Linked DNA regions of Macaca mulatta: region 1 is linked to region 2. The links are chromatin contacts, called in public Hi-C maps. All regions are on one chromosome and are shown on one strand. The core of a region is the stretch at or near the end of the contact, and the rest is flanking DNA. Distances in the headings are between cores, read along the strand shown. Region 1 holds the start of COPS3 (COP9 signalosome subunit 3). Region 2 holds the start of FLCN (folliculin).

What was found. Hi-C and Micro-C count contacts between places; a contact is called where the count stands out from the background.
Region 1: a contact with region 2 is called in a Hi-C map of cortical neurons, with 2.8 times the contacts expected there. The contact joins the promoter of COPS3 here to the promoter of FLCN in region 2. A contact is called at or near these places in 2 of 14 Hi-C or Micro-C datasets (CD4 T cells and cortical neurons).

Annotation. Positions count from the first base shown.
Region 1 is chr16:18,834,038-18,840,790 of T2T-MMU8v2.0, reverse strand. It overlaps COPS3 (COP9 signalosome subunit 3), which reads left to right and starts at 2,119. Exons shown (of 13, transcript XM_077970477.1): 1 at 2,119-2,233.
Region 2 is chr16:18,786,844-18,793,432 of T2T-MMU8v2.0, reverse strand. FLCN (folliculin) reads left to right here and starts at 2,390. Exons shown (of 14, transcript NM_001266691.1): 1 at 2,390-2,630; 2 at 6,373-6,486. LOC144335355 (a long non-coding RNA gene) reads right to left here and starts at 1,862. Exons shown (of 3, transcript XR_013406155.1): 1 at 1,759-1,862.

The DNA of each region.
Region 1 (6,753 bases), core at 870-3,369, 48 kb before region 2:
GCGGAGCTTGCAGTGAGCCGAGATCACGCCACTGCACTACAGCCTAGGCGACAGAGAGAGACTCCGTCTCAAACAAACAAACAAAAAAACTCTTCCTCTTTCTTCGGAGCTCAGTTTATGCCATTTCCTCAAGAAAGCCTTCCCTGTTTATCCCAGGCCAGGTCAATATCCTCTGTGACATGATTTTATAGAACCATGTTCCATTCCTTCGGAGCACTAACTCCTTTTCTCTAGGGTCTTCATGTGTTATCTGCAGGAGAGAAGGACCGAAACTGTTTTGTTTTGTTTGGTTTTGTTTTGTTTGAGACAGATTCTTGCTCTGCCGCCCAGGCTGGAGTGCAGAGGCACCATCTCGGCTCACTGCAACCTCCACTTCCCAGGTTCAAGTGATTCTCCCATCTCAGCCTCCCAAGTAGTTGGGAATACAGGCTACCAAGCCCAGCTATTTTTTGTAGTATTTTTAGTAGAGATGGTGTTTCACCATGTTGGCCAGGCTGGTGTTCAACTCCTGACCTCAAGTTATCCACTTGCTTCAGTCTCCCAAAGTGCTGGATTACAAGCACGAGCCACCGCGCCAGGCCCCAAGACTGTTTTTACTACCAGTGTATTTCTAGTGCCTGGTACAACACTTTGTAAGTGTCAGTAAACAAATGTTGGATAAAATTTTTAAATGCATGTTTGTTTCCTCAGTCCCTACTATGCAGCAAATCTTACACTGGGCCCTAAAGGGGAATCAAGGTTAGTAAGAGAGATCCTTGACCTTAAGGAACTCCATGCCAGTTAGAAGCAATGGATCTGTAAACCAAAAGTACCTGAGACCAGTCTCAATCGAGAAAGTTTATATTGCCAAGGTGAAGGATGCGATGATGACACGGCCTCAGGAGCTCCTCAGGACATGTGCCCAAGGTGGTCAGGTACAGTTTGGTTTTATACATTTTAGGTAGACATGAGTCATCAATCAATACATGTAAGATGTACATTGGTTAGGTCCGGAAAGACGGGCCAACTCGGGGCAGTTGGGGGGCTTCCACCTTATAGGTAGACTTAAAGATTTTTTCATTGGTAATTGGTTGAAAGAGTTATTATCTAAGGACCTGGAAGTAAATAGAAAGGAATAGCTGGTTACGATTATAAGGGGTTGTGGAGACCAAGGTTTTATCATGCAGATGAGGCTTCCAGGTAGCAGGATTCAGATAGAATAGATTGTAAATATTTCTTATCGGTCTTGAGTCTACCAGTCTTAAGGTGTCTGTGTTGATGTTTGTGAGGCATGTCTGACTACCACTTCCCATCATGGCCTGAACTAGTTTTTCAGGATAAACTGGAATGTCCTTGGCTTAGGATAGGGTCCACCAGTCAGTTGGGGGCTTAGACTTTTATTTTTGGTTTACAGTTATGACATGGACTATAGAGACACATTTCTACAACACAGTAGAAGTGCAACATGAGAAGAACAAAGTGCTTTAGGGGACAAGTGGAGGAGGGAGACATCAATCCCAGATGGGGAAAATCAATTCACTTTCTTTTTGTGTGTGGTGTTACTTTTTTACTTCAACGTACATCTTGAATGAATAACTATAGTTCTCCCTATGTGCTATGCGCTGTCCTGAGTGTTTTATGTAGTTAAGGACATTGAGATTTTACAGATGGGGAAAACAATGCTCACCACGGTCAAGTGACTTGCTCAAAGTCACACAGCTACTAAGTGGTAGAAAAGGCAGTTAAACCTAAGCTGCTTGGCTCCAGAGTCTAATATCACGCGGAAAATCTCATGGGAGACGTAGCAACTAAGTCGTGCTTCATTGAAGTATCTGTCCAGGTGGAAAGCCGCAGGGCCTCTCTAGCAAAATCCAGAACCAGAAAATACTTGCTTAATTATGAGTTTCGTTCCTTCCTTTGCCCACTATCCCCATTTAACGTGCGGAGGGATTTCACAAGTGCACTGAAAGAAGACGCCGGAGACTATGGAACTCTAACTTCCGGCTACAGCGAGTAAGGCTGTTTCCATGGAAACAGTAACGGGTTGGCAGCTAGGTAGATTCTCGCGGTGCTTGAACCAGCGGAAGTGACGTCGCCGCTCGCGAGGCCCTCAGGTGGCTTGCCGCGGCCCCTCCTCCCAGAGCGGCAGCCTTTTCCCGCGCGTGGTGCCTTCGGCGCTCGGGCCGCCCGGGGGAAAACATGGCGTCTGCCCTGGAGCAGTTCGTGAACAGTGTCCGGCAGCTCTCGGCTCAAGGTGAGGCCCTAGGTCGCCGGGCTGGGCATGGGCGGGTACCGGGGACGGGCCTGCATCCCCAGGCGACGGGCCTGCATCCCCAGGCGCCAGCACGGATGGCTGGGACGGCCCTTTTAGTCCTGAGCCTATTCTCTGGGGCCGGGGTATGGGTTGCGGCGTTTAGATAAGGGCAGGATCGAGCGCGGCCAAGTGTAGGCAGCCCTCTCGTGCTCCGTTGTCCTCGCCGGCCGGCCTCCCCTCCCTCGGGCCGCCGGGAGCCCCCTCCCCCCGGCCTGGGCCCCTTCAACCGGGTGCTTTGCTTGACAGTTTGGGGGCGTGACTTCCGCCAGGCGACATCTCGGGCGACTATTGGTCCCTTCTGTCTCTCTTGCCTTCGGTGATTGGCGCACCGCCATGTCAGCTTCGCCGCCGCTCCGCCGCCTGCTGACTAGGCCGCCGGGAGCGGGCGGGAGGCGAGTCGGTTCTGGGTGCCTTGGCTCTGCGGCTCGCCTCGGCCAGCTCCGCTGCCAGGCGGCGCACGCTCGGGAACCCGTGCGCCTATTTTGGTCCTACAGAATGCTGCGGAAGCTCTCGCTCGTAGCTCTCCATTTCTTTTTCTTTCTTTCTTTCTTTTTTGAGACAGAGTCTCCCTCTGTCGCCGAGGCTGGAGTGCAGTGACGCGATCTCGGCTCACTGCAACCTCAGCCTCCCGGGTTCAAGCGATTCTCCTGTCTCAGTCTCCCAAGTAGTTGAGATTTCAGGCGCCCACCAGCTCACACAGCTTTTTTTTTTTTTTTTTTTTTTTTTTGAGACGGAGTCTCACTCTGTCTCCCAGGCTGGAGTGCAGTGGCACGATCTCGGCTCACCTCAACCTCCGCCTCCCGAGTTCGAGCGATTCTCCTGTCTCAGCCTCCCGAGTAGCTGAGATTACAGGCGCCTGCCAGCTCACACGGCTTTTTTTTTTTTTTTTTTTAAGACTGAGTCTCACTGTCTCCCAGTCTCCCAGGCTGGAGCGCAGTGGTGCGATCTCAGCTCACCTCAATCTCCGCCTCCTGGGTTCAAGCGATTGTCCTGCCTCAGCCTCCCGAGTAGCTGGGATTACAGGCGCCTGCCACCACGCCCGGCTAATTTTTGTATTTTTAGTAGAGACAGGGTTTCACCATGTTGGCCTGGCTGGTCTCCAACTCCTGACCTCAGGTGATCCACTGGCCTCGGCCTTCCAAAGTGCTGGGATTACAGGCGTGAGCCACCGCGGCCAGCCCACGCGGCTTTTTTTTTTTTTGGTATTTTTTTGTAGAGATGGTTACCCCCAACTCTCCCGCCCCGAGACGGAGTCTTGCTCTGTAGCCCGGGCTGGAGTGCAGTGGCGCGATCTCGGCTCACTGCAAGGTCTGCCTCCCGGGTTCACGCCATTCTCCTGCCTCAGCCTCCCGAGTAACTGGGACTACAGGTGCCCGACACCACGCCCGGCTAATTTTTTTTTTTTTTTTTTTTTTTAAGTAGAGACGGGGTTTCACTGTGTTAGCCAGGATGGTCTTGATCTCCTGACCTCGTGATCCGCCCGCCTCGGCCTCCCAAAGTGCTGGGATTACAGGCTTGAGCCGCCGCGCCCAGCCGAGATGGGGTTTTTACCACGTTGACCAGACTGGTTTCAAACTCCTTACCTCAAGCGATTCGCCCACTTCGGCCTCCCAAAGTGCTAGGATTACAGGTGTGAGCCACTGCGCCCAGCCAGGACTCCATTTTTAGGGGTAGAATTGTGATGATTTTGCTCTCACTTTCCACGTTGTTTGGTTCATTCATTGCATATGAATGTACCAAATTCTGAACCCGAAATTAGAATAATTAGATGCTGGCTGTGAAGGCCCCTTTAACTATCCCTGCTTCAGTTTCTTCGTCTGCAAAATAGGTCCCTAGTTTATATAGAGTTGTGAAGATTCAATGAGAGAAGCCATGTAAAAGCACTTGGAACAGTGACTGTCATAAGGGGTGCAATAAAAGCAGCTGCAAATTATTGTTACCGTCATTAATTGTAAAGTTCTAGGAGCTGCATGACCTTGGACAAGTCACGTTTAATCTCTGAGTCTTTTGTATCTCCATTGTAAAAATGGAGGGGTGCTTTTACCTCACTGGTGTAAGACAAATGATCTGATATGGAGCTGCACTTAATAAGAGTTCTTTCTCTTTTTCCTTTTTATTAATAGAAATTAGGTTCACAGGGAAGGCACAGGCTTGCTTTTTCCATGAATAAAGGAACCACTGGTTTAATTTATGCTACAAATACCTAGTGTTCTCCTTCCTGGGGTGTAGTGTAGTTAGAAACTTCAGGTTGAAATCCTGTCTCGGTCACTTCTTGTGTGAGCCACTTAATTTCCCTGGGCCAATTTTCTTAATTATAAAACAGAACTAGGGCTGTTGTGGGCATCAGGTTATAGGATGCTATAGGAACAGTTTGCTAGACAGAGATAAAGATGGTAACTTTCATTGCTGTTGGCTGCTGTGCCTCACACTCACTGCATAGGAAATCTTTGAGTTTCAGGCCAGGCGGGTGTGGTGGCTCACTTATGTAATTCCAGCACTTTGGGAGACCAAGCTCACTCATGTATTTCCAGCACTTTGGGAGACCAAGGCGGGCAGATCACCTGAGGTCAGGAGTTGGAGACCAGCCAGGCCAACATGGTGAAACCCCATCTCTACCAAAAATACAAAAAATTAGCTGGGCGTGGTGGCGGGAGCCTGCAGTCCCAGCTATTCGGCAGTCTGAGGCAGGAGAATGGTGTGAACCTGGGAGGCTGAGCTTGCAGTGAGCCAAGATTGTGCCACTACACTCCAGCCTGGGAGACAGAGCGAGACTCTGTCTCAAAATAAATAAATAAATAAATAAAAGAATTTTATTGCCCACATCTCTGGTTGGACTGATTTCAGATGCACTCTGTGACACTTAAGCTTTTTTTTGACTCTGCCCTTGGCCCTGCACTAATTAATTATCTAATGATTCTATAGTGACCCAGCTTTTATTTCAGTCTCAACTTGGCACTGATTGTTAACTAGTAGAGAACTAATGGATTGCAATGCTTATTTCTGGGTGCTACAAATTATTGTTAATATATTTAGAGTAATAGGTTAAAAGGCAAATTATTCAATTAGAAGAAGTTACTTCATACCTACCAGTGAGATCTGTAATACAATGAAGATGAGTTGGTATTTCCCAGTTAAATCTGTGTGATCTCAAGAGGTGATACCTAATAAGATCACAGCTGTTTTATTTTTGTTTTATAATGCATGTGTGTAATATGTTTCCTTTGCTTTCAGTAAAACGTATCAAATTGAAAAGTGTTAAATTATCAAAAGTACCTAGCTATAGTCACTTGTATTTTAAACTTTATACTATGTTGTATTCTTTTAGTAAGGAAAAGATTATGCAGTTGCTCTGCAGAAATAGAGAAGTTGGAAACTTGAGGTTAATGCCCATGGTCTTAAATGTATCCCTGCTGTTACTAGAAAGACAGCTAGAGTGTGACCATCCTATCTTCATGAGAGTAATTGTCAAAATTGATGGGTCTGCCGGGCGAGGTGGCTCACGCCTGTAATCCCAGCACTTTGGGAGGCCGAGGCGGGCGGATCACAAGGTCAGGAGATCGAGACCACGGTGAAACCCCGTCTCTACTAAAAATACAAAAAATTAGCCGGGCGCGGTTGTGGGCGCCTGTAGTCCCAGCTACTCGGGAGGCTGAGGCAGGAGAATGGCGTGAACCCGGGAGGCGGAGCTTGCAGTGAGCCGAGATCGCGCCACTGCACTCCAGCCTGGGCGACAGAGCGAGACTCCGTCTCAAAAAAAAAAAAAAAAAAAATTGATGGGTCTACTTCGAGGTACCAATTTAGGCCTAATTTTTTTTTCCCCCGAGACAGAGTCTTGCTTTGTTGCCCAGGCTGGAGTGCAGTGGTGCAATCTCAGCTTACTTCAGCCTCCGTCTCCCGGGTTCAAGGATTCTCCCACCTCAGTCTCCCTAGTAGCTGGGATTACAGGTGTGTGCCACCACACCCAGCTAATTTTTGTATTTTTAGTAGAGACGATTTCTCCATGTTGGCCAGCCTGGTCTTGAACTCCTGACCTCGAGATTTGTCCACCTTATCCTCCCAAAGTGCTAGGATTATAGATGTGAGCCACAGCACCCGGCTGAGGCCTAATTATTAATAGATTCTGTACCTTAGTTGTTAAAGTATAGCATTGCAGGCTGGGCATGGTAGCTCACGCCTCTAATCCCAGCACTTTGGGAGGCCAAGGTGGGAGGATTACTTGGGCCCAGGAGTTAGAGACCAGCCTGGGCAACATAGCGAGACTCCTGTCTCTACAAAAAAACTTAAAAAATAAGATGGACATGGTGACGTACACCTGTAGTTCCAGCTACTCAGGAGGCTAAGGTGGGAGGATTGCTTGAACTCAGGACGTGGAGGCTGCTTTGAGCTGTGATCACACCACTGCACTGCAGCCTGGGCGACAGAACGAGACCCTGTCTCAAAAAACAAAACAAAACAAACAT
Region 2 (6,589 bases), core at 1,141-3,640:
TAACATATCCAGAGCTTCTGGAATCATTTCATACAATTTCCACTATGGGATAGAAGCTTTGAGATTAGCATTGCATTTCATTTGGTTGTGAATGGTTGAACATTATTGATATCTGTGCTTTCTGAACATTACTGCTGAGTTTCGATTCTTTCCCATGAGAATGGGTACATTTTCCTACTTCTAAGACGTCCCTTTTGTTGCATGTCCTTGAAAGTTTATACCCCATGAGAGCCCAATTTAACTAACCTTTAGTACAATTCACTGAGGCAAAGATTTGGCAGTTGTTAATTTTGTTTTTAAGATTTATAGGTTTGTGAAAGTACCTCCAAAAGAGGTAGGTGGCTGAAGCCAGTGGTGTTGGGAAAGATGTTAATGGCCTAAATTGAGCCCAGCTGTGGTGAATGCACATTGCCTTTTACTGAAAATGCAGTGGTTGAATAACCTTACTCCAGTAGCCTATCACCATGGAAATAAGGATAATCTGAGCAAGGTGGTGACCTCCACTAACAAACTGAAAATAAAATAAAATAAAATAAAGTAAAATACAATACAATAAAGTAAAATAAAATAAAATAAAATCACCCTGTAGTAACTTACTACCTCCTCACAAATTAAGTTTGCGCTGTCCAACAGCGGGAGGAATTCACTTGGTAAGAATAATTAAACACATAAAGGCAATGCCTAACCTCGTAACGCCACCTCATATTCCTTAATCTTTACCCGGCTACTATAAGACGGCAGAAAACACAAGCTGCAATTTCGTTATTTTCTCGTGTCCCTTTTTCAACAGAACATGGAATTTTTTTTTTTTTTTTTGACGGAGGCTCGCTCTGTACCGGGCTGGAGTGCGGAGACGCGATCTCGGCTCACTGCAACCTCTGCCTCCCGGGTTCAAGCAATTCTCCTAACTCAGCCACCCGAGCAGCTGTGACTACAAGCGTGCGCCACCACGCCCAGGTAATTTTTTTTGTATTCTTAGCAGAGACGGAGTTTCACCTGTTGGCCAGGACGGTCTCGATTTCTTGACCTCGTGTTGACCTCGTGACCCGCACACCTCGGCCTCCCAAAGTGTTGGGATTACAGGCGTGAGCCACCGCTCCCGGCCAAAACAAGGAAATTTAAAAGGAAAAAAAAAGTGACCTCTGTGATTTCAAAAACACAACCACCCATTTTTCTACTGTATTCCTGGTAAGCACACTCTGGAGACCTTGTGGCAACCACAGCCTCTGCCGCGGTGGAAGGCTCCCAGGCGGCCGCATCCCAGGGGACAGCGCGCGCAGGCGGGTCAGGCTCCGATTCCCATCTCCCTCCGGTCTTCGCTGGAACGACCCACACTACATCACGAACTAATGTCTTTCCAATTAACTTCTAAGTAGATAAATTTAGTAATAGGCGCTCAAGTTTTAAAAAATATTATTCAGGCCGGGCGTGGTGGCTTAAGCCTGCAATCCCAGCACTTTGGGAGGCCGAGGCGGGTGGATCACCTGAGGTGAGGGGTTCAAGACCAGCCTGGCCAACAGGGTGAAACCTCGTCTCTGCAAAAAATACAAAAAAATTAGCCGGGCATGGTGGCGGACGCCTGTAACGCCAGCTACTCGGGAGGCTGAAGCAGGAGAATCGCTTGAACCCGGGAGGCGGAGGTTGCAGTGAGGCGAGGTCGCCCCGCTGCACTCCAGCCTAGGCAACAAGAGCGAAACTCCGTCTCAAAAGAAGAATATTATTCAATAACTGATTTTCACATTTTTAAGAAAGACGTACTGAGGGAGGAAGACCGAATACCAAACATGCGCGCGCACACCGATCCCGAGTTCCGCAACCAACCTCCCCCGGGCGCCGCGCCTTCCCCGCATCACGTGACGGCTGTCGCCCGCACCTTCCATACTCTCAATATAGGGAGAGGCCGGGTTCCATCAGCAATGTAATAAAAACCATTGGTGAAGCAAAAAAAAAAAAAAGGCCTGACAACCCCTTATAACGTTTTTTCTTTATTTTTCTCTTTTATGTGGACAGGGAGCCTTACGTTGATTATATTTACCCTCAAATCTCTTTTCGAAATGCTTTTTAAGTTTCAGCATACTCCCGCGCTTAAGGAAATGGTTTCCCCCAGCATCCCCAGCCGGTGCGGTCTGAACCATTGGGAACTTCCCCGAGGGGGGCACCGGAATAGGGGCGGCGGAAAAGGGTAGTTGTCGGGCAGCGGCCCCTGCTTCCCCGTCAGACCTCGGAGTTGCGGTACTCGGACTGTGTTCCTGGGCTTGCGGGAGCTGGCGAGGCTCGGCTCTCCTCGCGGTGGAGGACGCGCTCGGACGGCGCCTGCACCCCCACCGCAGGGCTGGGTGGTGTTACGGCCCAGAGAGTCACGCGCCAGGGTCTCGGCGGGGATGTGGGGCCGCGAGTGAGTGTGGTAACTCTTGGTTCTGCCAGCTCCCCGAGAGCCCGAACCGGGGCTTGAGAGCCTCGCCACCCCGGCTGACGTTCCGGCCGTGGGCTCGGGGGCTCTGTGTGTGATCCCGCCTGTCTGGGACCCGCAGCGACCACCTACCCAGCGCAGTCAGGGGCGGGGCTGAGACCCGGAGCGGGACCCCGGCTGCCGAGTCCAGGTGTCCCGCGGGCCTCGATTCGGGGAGCAGGTCGGCGGGGGTCTGAGGGTTTGGCGGAGGGGCATGTCCGAGTTTGCGTTGGTCCCAGGTGGACCAGTAATGGGGGAGGGTTTAGGGCCAGAGTCCAGGGCGTCGCCGAGACCCTGAGATTTGAAGATAGGTTGGGGGCACGCCCATTAACCAAGTTTCTGGGGATGAGGACTGTGACCTGGGTTCAAACCCCGGGTTAGGGTCGTTGATTTAGTCTCATTTGATCTTGCCATGAAACGGGACTGTTTCCTTTTCCTTCTCCCAGGTTTTGTCTTCGTTCTGGAGGAGAGGGTGTGTGATTTCCTCTTCTCTCAGTTTGGCGTTCAGGAGGGTCCTCTGATAAGCTAATAGGGTAGCACCGTGTCCTCCAGGGAGGGTGGAAGACCGCGCTTCTCTCCAGTGGAGAGTACTGTCAGATGCGTCCTTGTCACCTGGAAAGAATGGATTGGCTTGTGGATTGACGTCCAAGGTGTGGTTAGCAGCAGTCTCTTCAAATGGGGACGCAGGGCAAGGAGGAACTTGCTGGAAGTAGGTTCTGGCTCTCCAGGCTTTGGCCACAACCAGTTTAGTGCCAGATTATCACCGTGGTCATCAAGTAATTGAGTAATAGTGGCAGGTGACACTGTTTGCCCTTCTAGTGTCCTATGTCAGGGAGCTCTGTGAATGGAAATCCAGGGAAACGGTGGAAATAGAGCCACAGTGAGAGTGGGTCTGAGCTGGCAGTCATCCCCTGCAGAACTTTTCACCCTGGGCTTGTTGGGATCCCAGCTGCTGACTTAATGAGGCTCCCCAGTGGGAGACTAGTTTTAGAAGCTGTGTGTCCACTGCTGGTTAAGATCCGTTATAGTGCCTTGTTTATCTACAGTGCCCTTACTTAGTGGCCTCTAATTCTCCGCGGTGCTATGAGAAGAGCATAGGAAGTAGGGGTGAAATGGGCCAGGGTCAGGGCGCACCACGGGTGGTGGTGAGGTCACTGTCCAGGTCTGGGACTCAGCTATTGTGGGAGGAGGACATGGACAGACACTCTACCACATCAGGGAATTTGAATACTGTCTTTGGGTGTGATGATGAAGAGACTGTCACCCAGGGGATTTCGGCTTCCCCTGTGGGTTCTGGAAAGCTTGCTGGAAACAGACTCGTGAGACATATTCAAATCAGTTTGTTTTCTTAAGCAAACACCTCCTAGAGATTGGGATTGACCAGTGAGTAAAGAATGACCTCACGCTGCCCAGAATTCTGATTCCATGTGTAATGCAAATCTTGAGAGGCGTCTGTTTCTCAGCTCTTGGGTGGTATTCAGAGAGGTCTAGTAACATTTGGTGTCACCTGGCTGGTGAGGGTAGGCCCCAGTGACCGCAAAGCTAAATGTTCTCTAGGGCATCTCCCTCTCTTTCAGGGGCTGCCTGGGTCTCTGGCGTGCGTGATCCATGGAGTCAGAGTCGGAGCTCTTGTCTGACAAGTGCTTTTTTCTTTTTCTTTTTTTTTTTTTGAGACAGAATCTCACTCTGTCACGCAGGCTGGAGTGCGGTGGTGCGATCTCGGCTCACTGCCACCTCTGCTTCCAAGTTCAAGCGATTCTCCTGCCTCAGCCTCCTGAGTAACTGGCACTATAGGCATGCGCCACAAGGCCTGGCTAATTTTTATATTTTGTATTTTGTATTTTTTGAAATGGAGTTTTGCTCTTGTTGCCCAGGCTGGAGTGCAGTGGTGCGATCTTGGCTCACTACAACCTCCGTCTCCCAGGTTCAAGCAGTTCTCCTACCTCAGCCTCCCAAGTAGCTGGGATTACAGGCACCCACCACCATGCCTGGCAAATTTCTGTATTTCTAGTAGAGATGGGGTTTCAGCATGTTGGCCAGGCTGGTCTCGAACTCCTGACCTCATGGTCTGCCTGCCTTGGCCTCCCAAAATGCTGGGTTTACAAGCATGAGCCGCCGCACCCGGCAATTTTTGTATTTTTAGTAGATACAGGGTTTCACCATGTTGACCTGGCTGGTCACGAACTCCTGACCTCAGGTGATCCCCCCATTGGCCTCCCAAAGTGCTTGGATTACAGGCTTAAACCACCGAGCCTAGCGAGTGCTTTTCATTAAAAGGAAAAACGAATAAGAGTAGCCTATGTTTTGACCTGACATGGTGGCTCACGCCTGTAATCCCAGCACTTTGGGAGGCTGAGGCGGGAGAATTACCTGAGGTCAGGAGTTCAAGACCAGCCTGGCCAACATGGCGAAACCCCATCTCTACTAAAAATACAAAAATTGGCTGGGCCTGGTGGCGCGTGGCTCTAATTCCAGCTACTCGGGAAGCTGAGGCAGGAGAATCGCTTGAACCTGGGAGGCGTAGGTGGCAGTGATCCGAGATTACAGCACTGTACTGTAGCCTAGGCAACAGAATGAGACCCTGCCACAAAAATAAAAAATAAAAAAGAATAGCCCATGTTGGTGCTGAATGCTGGGAAGTGGCTTGTCAACATTGCCTCTGGTTTCCCTCTCCTGCTTGAGAAGGAAACTGCCAGGCCTATGGCCTGAAAGGTAAGTTGGTGTGATATAGATGCTGCCAGAGCACACCCTTATAACCAAGAGTAAGAAAGATGGGGACTTGGCTGGGTGCAATGGCTCACGCCTATAATCCTAGCACTTAGGAAGGCCAAGGTGGGTGGATCACCTGAAGTCGGGAGTTTGAGACCAGCCTGGCCAACATGGTGAAACCCTGTCTCTACTAAAATACAAAATTAGCTAGGCATGGTGGCAGGCACCTGTAATCCCAGCTACTCGGGAGGCTGAGACAGGAGAATCACTTAAACCCAGGAGGCAGAGGTTGCAGTGAGCTGAGATCGCGCCATTGCACTCCAGCCTGGGCGATAAGAGTGAAACTTGGTCTTAAAAAAGGGAAAAAAAAGAAAGATGGGGACTTGCTCAGTCATCCAGGCTGGAGTGATAAAGTCACGGCTCACTGCAGCCTTGACCTCCCAGGCTCAAGTGACCCTCCCAACTTAGTCCCCCAAGTAGCTTGGACTAGAGGCATGCCCGGCTAATTTTTTTTTTTTGAGATGGAGTCTCGCTCTGTCGCCCAGGCTGGAGTGCAGTGGCATGATCTTGGCTCACTGCAAGCTCTGCCTCCCGGATTCACGCCACTCTCCTGCCTCAACCTCCCGAGTGGCTGGGACTACAGGTGCCTGCCACCATGCCTGGATGATTTTGTTTTGTATTTTTAGTAGAGACGGGGTTTCACTGTGTTAGCCAGGATGGTCTTGATCTCCTGACCTCGTGATCCGCCTGCCTGGGCCTCTCAAAGTGCTGGGATTACAGGCGTGAGCCACCGCGCCCGGCCCGGCTAATTTTTAAAAAATTTTTTTTGCAGAGACAGGGTCTCACTTTGTTACCCAGGCTGATCTCGAACTCATGGGCTGAAGCAATCCTCCTGCCTTGGCCTCCCAAAGTATTGGGATTACAAGCATGAGCCACTGAGCTGGCCTCAAGACCCTATCTCTGAAAAAATAAATACAGAGATCCTTGATCAAATACTGGGTTAGAGTGCTTCAGAGGTGCAAGAGTCATCTAAAATATCAGCTCCTGCTCAGAAGATGAGAGGCCTGCTAAGCCATTCAGAACCCTGGGGAGTGTCTACATCCTCATCGGAGATATACTTACTTGAGACTGGCTGTAAACTACTCCCATTATTTTTCATGCTACGAAGGCCTCTAATCTTAGAATTAGCTCTTTTTTTTTTTTCTCTTACCTAGAAAACGCCAGGTCTTCAAGGATGTCTGCCGCCACCATGCCTGACCCATTTGGCTGCAGCCTCGTGTGTGCTGGTCTGGTGTGGACGGTGGAAGTGTGATTCTGCTGAATGTCAGGTTAGTGTGGGTGCTCTGCAGGTGGGCTGAGACTTGGCCCAGGCTTGCTGTCCTGTGCATGTCTTGCTAGAAGGAACCTTGTTTCTCTTCCCTGATGCCTCTC